Regions from separate parts of the Zea mays genome. Here region 2 is linked to region 1. Evidence: chromatin contacts called from public Hi-C data. All regions are on one chromosome and are shown on one strand. Each heading gives the region's core, a stretch centred on a gene start, on an enhancer-like site or on the middle of the called end of the contact. The rest is flanking DNA. Distances are from core to core; before and after follow the strand shown. Region 1 holds the start of LOC103640946 (F-box/LRR-repeat protein 3). Region 2 holds the start of LOC100283791 (fiber protein Fb19).

The links. A called contact is a pair of places that touch in the nucleus more often than the background predicts.
Region 2: a contact with region 1 is called in a Hi-C map of leaf, with 3 times the contacts expected there. The contact joins the promoter of LOC100283791 here to the promoter of LOC103640946 in region 1. A contact is called at or near these places in 3 of 25 Hi-C or Micro-C datasets (ear and leaf).

Annotation. Positions count from the first base shown.
Region 1 is chr10:23,347,269-23,352,060 of Zm-B73-REFERENCE-NAM-5.0, reverse strand. It overlaps LOC103640946 (F-box/LRR-repeat protein 3), which reads left to right and starts at 1,862. Exons shown (of 7, transcript XM_008664387.3): 1 at 1,862-3,026; 2 at 4,208-4,333; 3 at 4,537-4,641. The coding sequence starts at 2,370.
Region 2 is chr10:23,489,150-23,493,665 of Zm-B73-REFERENCE-NAM-5.0, reverse strand. It overlaps LOC100283791 (fiber protein Fb19), which reads right to left and starts at 1,981. Exons shown (of 4, transcript NM_001156690.2): 1 at 1,488-1,981; 2 at 1,297-1,385; 3 at 949-1,070; 4 at 1-87. The coding sequence starts at 1,701.

The sequences.
Region 1 (4,792 bases), core at 613-3,112:
CGGGCTCAACTTTTTTCAGTGGGTGCCCTAGGTGGTATGCCACATTTTTGGTATAGAACATAGGTGGTTTTGGTGCCATCTTCAAGGTGAACACGGTTGATCTTTAGTGTAGGTGTAGTTTTTGACTTAGAGAGAATTAGAGAGCTCTAGCTCTCTCTTCACTTAAGGAATGGATTTGGGGTTTCTCCAGGGGTCTTTTTGCAACATTTCCTTCCCACAATTGCTGGTTATAAAGTTACTTAAAGTTTGGTTAAAGATTAATTCATGGTTTGCACACTTGCTTATTCTCTCCCCCTCTCAACCATGGTTTTGGAAGATAGGGTTCAAGAGAGGTCTTGGGTTTTCCCCCCTCTTGCCCAAGGTAGTAAGTGCACAAAAGCTTGAGTGATGCTTCTTAGGTCATTAACAATCTTGATTAACACATGGTCTCCAAGGTTCTTATGTTCTCCTTAAGTTTTTACCACAGGTGATCACAGTCCTTAGTACCAAGGTGTGCTCTAGCCATGGTAACACCTGAGGTGTTACAGCCCTCCCCCCTTAAAGGAATCTCGTCCCGAGATTTTAGGCAGTGTCCTCTAGAGGGGTGCTACGAAGGTACGTTGGTGTGATGTTCCTTCTTTTGTTCAAGTTTCTCTAGTTAACTGCTCTTCGAATGTCATTCTCTTTGCAACTTCAGAAGGAAGTCCTTTTTAAGTTAAATCCACAACTTAGACTACCCTTGTTATCTAAGTCCTTTTTAAGTTAAATCCACATGTGTTGAGGTGGATTGTAGTGTAAATTAGTTTAAGTTACATCCCAATCCACCTCAATACAAGTGGATTAGGGTCAACACTAGAGTACCCAAACTAGGCCTCAAAGAAAATTGGAGTGAGGATTTTAGCCCCTCCAAGTCTCCAACCTCCTCTAGTTGTGTGGCTCATAAACTAATTCTGAGATTAAGTTTCCAAACTAGCTCTTATTACATTTATAAAAGCAATAAAGCATGATCGTATGGAAAATAAAAAGTGAAAGCTATAGTAGTACTAGAATGACACATGTACGTGATGACATAAATGATGAAAGGAATACAATGACATCGGTTAGTTCAGAATGTGATTCCTGCGACGATAACCAAGAGTATGACTCCCAGTATTTATCATTTTTGATAATGTTCTTTCTTCTCCTTCTTTTAAAAAAATAAATAAAAAGAGAAGAAACATTGCCGGTCAGCTACACTAGCAAACTGTCAAAAGCTACCCCTGGCCCTACCCATTGCACAGTTTTTCAATTTGTGAAATGCAAGTTTTTCAATTTGTGAAATGCAAGTGGCACCGTCGTTTGGGCCTGTTCGCTTCTGTTCGCTTATGATTAAATTTGATTGTTTAAACTGTTATAGCTATAAACTATAGAGACAAAAACAATATAAAAATAGTAGAAACCAGTATACACTTTCTACTCCATATTAAATCACGATCTAGTATCTTTTCGTCTCATTCAATTTTACACACTGTTAGCGGTACCCATCTCGTCGCATCTTACTTAGGTTTCTTCGTACGTCAGGTAGAAAATTCGAACCCTGTACCCTGCTAGTTTGATGTTAAGTGATTTGCTTCTATTACTCTAACTCATGTCTATTTGTTAAAATATTGAAAAATTATACCTATACTAATAATTTAAACATAAACAATAATCATGAAACCAACCGTTGTAACGTAAGAGTAAATAATTAGTTCAATTAGCTATGTATATATTAATCCATTTCAAATAAAAAGAAAAGAAAATTTGCTGCGGGTCCGAGAGTAGGGCCGGGCGTTTTAGTCATCTTCTCCACCGCATTACCAGCGATTGATCAGGTGTCACCTTCGACCCTCACCCGAGGCAGGCGGTATTCCGACCGGCATCACCTATCCACATCTTTCTCCCTCTCTCTCTCTCTCCTCTTCCGTCCCTCCTCTCTCCCTCTCTACGCCACGCCTCCACCTCCACACCTGCACGCCTCTCGCTCTCTCTCCTCACCTGTCGAGCTGCCCACAGCCCGTACGTACCTGCCCCCAGTCCCAGTCCCCGCCGCCCCGCCTGCCCGACCCGCGGCTTATCCACCACGTCCGCCGCTGGGCTGGATCGATCGGGACCGGTATCGCGCCGCCGCCGCTGCCCTCGGCACTCGCGGGATCCTGTTCCTACCATGCAGCAGCGCTGCGCCCTTGCCCGACCGCGCCGGCCCGCCGAACCGCGCGTTCCGCTCCCCGACGATCACTCCCTCGTCGCCGTCTTCTCCTTCCTCTTCATCCCCACCTAAATCAACCTCCTCGCCGCGAAATTCTGCTACAATTTCTTCATCTTCCCTTCCCGCCGGGAGCGGACGGATCGCCGCTTCCTCGGCCGGCGGGATGAGCCGGGAGGCGCAGAAACTCGACTGCGCCGCCGGCGCCGGGGGGATCGGGGTCCTGTCGCTGGACCTACTGGGCCAGGTGCTGGAACACCTGCGGGAGCCCCGGGACCGCAAGACGTGCCGCCTCGTCAGCCGCGCCTTCGAGCGCGCCGAGGCCGCGCACCGCCGCGCGCTTCGGGTGCTCCGACGCGAGCCGCTCCCGCGCCTGCTCCGCGCGTTCCCGGCGCTCGAGCGGCTCGACCTCTCCGCCTGCGCCTCGCTCGACGACGCCTCCCTCGCCGCGGCCGTCGCCGACGCCGGCGGAGGGCTCGCCGGCCTCCGCAGCGTGTGCCTCGCGCGGGCCAATGGTGTCGGCTGGCGCGGCCTCGAGGCGCTCGTCGCGGCCTGCCCCAAGCTCGCGGCCGTCGACCTGTCGCACTGCGTCACCGCCGGGGACCGCGAGGCCGCCGCGTTGGCGGCGGCGTCCGAGCTCAGGGACCTGAGGCTGGACAAATGCCTTGCCGTCACCGACATGGGGCTCGCCAAGGTGGCTGTTGGGTGCCCCAAGCTGGAGAAGCTCAGCCTCAAGTGGTGCCGTGAGATCTCTGACATTGGAATTGATCTGCTGGCCAAGAAGTGCCCTGAGCTCCGCAGCCTCAACATATCCTACCTCAAGGTTACTATTACTATATTGTATGAGTTATTGAACCGTTCATTGCTTGAGTAGTGGATTGATGAAAGATGGTAATTTGTGGGTAGATGTTTGGACTAGCAATTGATACAATGTTTATAGAAATGACGAAAATGTCATATGCAGCAACACACCTAAAGTAAGCACCATTGTCCAAAGAATTTTTGGGCAGTTTAGTTATTATGATACCCAAGTACCCAACAAGAGCTGCACAAACCAAATTTCAGATACATGGTGGTGGTACAGAATTGGTAGCATGATATGTTAAATCTCAACTTTAACCTGCAAATTATCATAAATCTTGTGAAGTCGGACTTAAGTTGGAAGCTAGTGCATATCGGCGAGAAAGTGCTATTCAAACATTATGAGTCATATTGTTGGTGGCTATTTTTAATAAATTCACATACTGTAGGAAATGGTTACATCTTCACTTCTCTTTTCCTGTCTGTAGGTAGTGACAGCTTAGAGTGTACAGTAGTTACATGTAACACCTGGCCTGTTTGGACTTTCTTTGCCAGGTTTTAAAAATCAGTACAGTAATGAGTATTTGATAGGTGATGCTACCTAGTGATTACTCCCTCCGTCCCAGTATATAAGGCGTAACCAACTCTGGTTCAAAGACTAAGAAATGTATTTAATTCTATCTATACCACTGCATCGATGTACGTATGCACAGAGAGAGCACGCCTTATATTGTGGGACAAGAACAAAAAGTGGTTACGCCTTATATTATGGGACGGAGGGAGTAGAAGATGTAATTGTGGTAAAATCAGGCAATATGCTAACTAGTAGTGATTAGAAGGTGATTAAAAGGCGGTTGTATAGTAACAGCTAGGGACATCCATTATTTTAACATAACAAGCCTGAGGAATGGCCTAATAGGCCCATTTTGAAAGCAATCTGTGCCATGCAAATGATTATGTTGTGATACTGGATAACCCCAGATTGGAAGTTTAAAGTTAGAGTTGTACTTAGCATACGAAATATCATGATCCATACATTTTGCCGTCCACTGAGGTGTTAGGTGTGTGACTATAAAGAGCCTGGGCGCTTAATGAATTTGTGGCCCAAGTCTTGCATTATTTATTTTTTTCATTGATAGTATAATGGCATCATTCCATTATACTACTTGTTTGCACTATATGCTTATATTTCTTGTGTTGCAGGTGGGCAATGGATCCCTTGGATCAATTTCGTCACTTGAGAGGCTTGAGGAATTGGCAATGGTTTGTTGTTCAGGTATAGATGACGAAGGCTTGGAATTGCTGAGCAAGGGGAGCGATTCGCTGCAGGTAATCACTTCTTGGGATGTTAAACTTTCATAGATTTTTTATGGCTGATGCACAACATTGTGTCAATTTGATTATTTAAAATTTGAACAGTTTTCGTTATTAGCCTCCTTATTGTGACTTTGCTTACTGTCATCTGAAATCTGAAAATTGGCAAGTTTACATTTTAAAAAATGGTGAATTTTGATCCTTTTTTTCAATTTCAGAGTGTTGATGTGTCAAGATGTGATCATGTGACTTCCGAGGGGTTAGCTTCACTCATAGATGGTCGCAATTTTCTTCAGAAGTTATATGCTGCAGATTGTTTGCATGTGAGTTGGTCTCCCCACATTATACACTCCTCACAGCCATTAACTCTTGTTTTCTGTACAATCCAATATGCCATATTTTTTGTGTTTGAAACAAAATGGTTGTTTAGCTAACATATTCAGATGGACTAATCCTTATGAAGAGTTATCGAGT
Region 2 (4,516 bases), core at 732-3,231, 140 kb before region 1:
TGCTTGTGCTGCTTGGGCTTCTTTACTATCATCACGGTGCAGTGCGCGTGATGGGCACAGTAGTCGCTCACACTTCCAAGAACAGCCCTGAGGAAGGTTGAGGACAGTCAATCAATCAATAATACGAAAGTGAAATGACAACCAGAATAAATTTGAAGTAGATCTTTCGGGGAAAACAAAGACACTTGGAACTATAGCTTTCGAAAATAAAGGACATTTGAAGTAGACGAGGAAAGGGATGTAGAGTTGAAATGCAAAGCAATGGCCATTGTAGTTGTAGTAAATTGTTCCCTAGAACGCAGACAGAGTGAAGAAGATATGTGTATTTAGGGCAGGTCAAAACGACTAAACGAGTGTATAGATCCTTCAAAATAGTTATTTCTTTTGCTCTCAAGTCTCAATACATGGAGGTGTTTGTGAGGAACGTTACTAAGTTATCAAATCACGTTTCAACAAGAAGGCCCCTTCAATTGTTGGTTTATTTGAAATCATACACGCAAAATAATTCTTGCTTAGCCTAGTTCATTGAGGAAAGCCTACTTCATTAGTCATGGACATATAAAGTGTTGGCGTTCTGTATGTTGCCAACAAGTGCAGATATCATTACTGATATGTTTGCCGCAGAAATACAAAGCTGCAAACCCTGTGAATAGAAAACACAATAAAAAAGATAGTACTCTGGCGCGTTTTTTTTCCTACCCTAGCGCGTGAAAAGAACATTAGCAGGTAGCCAGGTACTAACTCGAACACCATCAATCGATGTGAAATCTATTTCTAGGAGATGAGCCTGTCAATTATGGTTTCCATTCATTCATCTTATAAATTAGAATTTCGTTAGTGGTAGTCGTTGCAGCCAGTGACAAATGAAGATGGCAGCAACTATGTAGTCGGCAAACAGGGGAGAAGAGAAGAGAGAAGAGGCAGTGAGTGAGGTCAGATGGTACAGACCTTTTAATGGCTCCGTAGCCATGGCTGCCGACGACGAGCATCTCGGCCCCGTGCCTCTCGACAGCCTCGCAGAGGACGTTCCTAGCGTCCCCCTCCAGCGCCTCAAACACAGCGTCGCTCGCCTGAATCATTCCCGTCCGCACACAACATAAAAACATGGAATATATAACCAAAAAAGGTTGGGGATACATGATGCATAAACAAGCTGATATCCTGCTGCTGTTTTTTATAGTCAATTCGAGTTAAGGGATGAAGCTTCCAATACGATGATACGTGCTGCATAATTTGCACATGTAAACCTTCACTGGATCACTTTTGGTAGATCGTAGGGATTCGATGTACTCGTACCTGTGTGCAGAGGCCTTTGGCTTTTTCGACGACGCGCAGGGCGGAGCGCTTGAGATCCGCCTCCACGTACGGCAGCACATCCGCGGCGCCTGAACCGATCGATTACAATACAGGTATATAACTAATCAGAGATGTCGGAAGCTACATCTAGTCTAGCTCCGAATCCTCACATGGATTAGAGATCCGCGTACCTGGGCCGGCGAGGCCGACGGCGGAGGCGGCGGTGGGCTTGGCGGTGACGACGACGAGGCGGTACTGCTGCGGCTGGCCCGGCGGGAAGAAGTGCTGCAGTGCCCACTGCAGCGCGTAGAAGCTGTGCTCGCTCTCGTCGACCCCTACCACCATCGTCATCTTCCCCGGCGGCGCTTCCGTCCCCGCCGCAGGCGCAGACGCTTCCTCCGCCATGGCTAGCTACCTCTAGATCCTGTCCTACCCGCCTCGACCGATCGATCTGCTGGGTTACTTTCCTTGCACAGCACGCACGAGCTAATCACTCGCTCGCTCCTCGCGTCGAACTCTACGGCTCTTCCTGCTGTCCAGCTCGCACACGATTCTAGAAGATCGCTAATCCTCCACTGCACTGGTTAGCATCCACACATCCCACTGACTGGTGGGACCAACAGGAGGGCCCCGCCTCGGCTAATAATGCATGGGAAGTGGAATTCCGCCGGCCGTGTCCTGATTCGGTGATTCCTCCCGCAGCTGTTTCTGTAATTACGTATCGTTTGGCAGCTGTTTCCTTTTGATCTAGTCCTACAAGTTGGGCCGGGCCGGGCCAGGTGGACCCGGCACGGGTCCGTCGAGCTTCGGGCTTAAATACGTCGGATCGTGCTAGCACGAATTTCTTTCGGACTGGACCAAAACGTGCTCACCTCCTAAAACGTAGGTCCAGCACGGTCATAAAACACGACAGACTTGCATTGGACCATGCTGGCCCAGACCCGGCTCGCAATTAATCATCATATGACTAGGTTAGATATAGAAACAAGTCCAAATCTCTCACGCAACATAAACAACAGTCCAGTTAAAAACAGTTAAAATACAGAAACAAGTCATTTATTTAAATAAACAGTTACAATAAATTAGACAACACAAACAAATTTTAGAGGGAAAATGTTTTTATTCCTCGATCTGCCTCGTTAAAAACCTTACACCCCAGTGTGGGCCTTCCTCTGTAAGGAAAAGAGTACAGATCGGAAAAAGTTTTAATGTCCAGTCCATATTACAATAATAGTCCATATTACAATAACAGTCCACATGAACTAGATAAAAGTAACACTAATCATGGCTGAAATCAGCAAAAGCTTGTTCAACCTCATAATCTTCAAGTTGATGTTGCTTTCTCTTTTCCAATTCTTAAGGCAGGTGATGGCCTCCAATGTCTCAGGTGAAAGAGAGGGCCTCCTTTCTTCAATAATTCTACCCACTGTGCTAAATGTTGCTTCAGAGGAAACCGTCGAAACAGGAACAAGAAGAATATCTCTAGCAAAATGAGATAATACTGGAAAACTATACTTGTGTTCCCTCCACCATTCAAGTAATTTTACCTTATCACCCTTCAAGGTGCGATCAGTCACTGCAAAGTTAGTAGACAGATAATGATTCAATTCAGCATTATGATTCCACCTTTGATTTGTTGTAAAGTTAGCAGATTCTTTCCCCTTAGATCTCTTCCATAAGTGAGCTGTCAAAGAACTATCTGAATGTTCTATGTCATGTTCAGCCATTGTTCCTGCAACATTACTTTCACCATATTTGTTATAATAAAAGCCAAAAACACGAAATAATTCATCTTTCACATGATTGAAAGCATCTGAATAGTCCATATCTAGCAAGTCGCCAATTCCTTCTAAAGCAGTTTGTAACCCATCAAGTTTTTTCTAGGATCAAAAATAGTTGCAAAGCAATATATATGGGATATGCTATCGAAGTATTTTAGAAATTTTAACTCCATTGGAGCAACAACAGTGCAAAGAAGAGAATCAGATCTGTGCTTAGCAAATGACTCGGTAATTAACCAAATGTAATCAATATCAAGAGCATTAGCATTCACAAAGACAATTATAATTTTCTCATAACCTTCTAGTTTCTTAAGCATAAGGTTAGTCGAATTCCATCTTATCTTCATATCAAGGCCAAATTTCCTTTGTTTCATATTATTTGCCTTGCAATACTCACCAAATTTTGTAATAATTTGAGGGGTACTTGTTATGAAACGAACAACAGCATGAACATTATCCAAATATTTGCTAACAACTGTTATGCCATCCTGAACAACCAAATTAATAATGTGGCACACACACCTTTGGTGGACAACATAACCATCTATGTATGAATGCAGATGAGGGGATAGGGATTCAATTGCATTTGTATTTGAGGAAGCATTATCAAGAGTAATAGACATAATCTTATTCCTTATATCAAAATCATTAACTACCCCAAGAATATGCTTAGCAATTGCAGAACCAGTATGTGAATCATTCATCACTCTAAAACCTATAACATGCTTATGAAGACAATATGAATTATCCAAATAGTGTGCAACCACAAAAATGTAGCTAGTTATTTGATGTGATGAAGTCCAAATATCTGAAGTTAAAGCAAATGAAAAGTGAACTTTTTTAAAATTTTCTTTAAGAGCAGCAAGATGTTTACGGTACTGCGACATCAAATCAGATTTTATAGTAGTTCTACTGATAGGTTGGTATTGTGGACAGAAAGCACATTGAATCAGATTCTTAAAATTAGGGCTTTCACCCATCATAATAGGTAAATCTTCAGAAACAATGTATTTAATAATTTCTTCACGTGCTACTTGTGGATTGTAAACCCATGTACTTACAGTGCCATCCGCAGCGAAGTTAAGTTGAGTTTGCACACCTGCACCAAGAGTTTGCCCTAACTTCTTCAAACAAGCTTTGAAATGTCGATTCAGATGTCCAGTGCCACCAGCAGAATCTGCACTCAACTTAGTTTTACAGTAATGACATACAGAAATATAACTTTTTATACCATTGTCGACAATCTCCCGCTTATCCATATGTTTCCAGCACTCTGCCCTGGAAACAGATGGTTTAGGAGCACTTTGCACTAGCGCATCAGCTGGTAAGGAGGAACTACCACTACAAACAGGTACACCTTCACCCTCGTCTGCTGGTAAGGAGGAACTACCACCATCTACAGGTAAGGAGGCATTAGCACCAGCACTACACACAGGTAC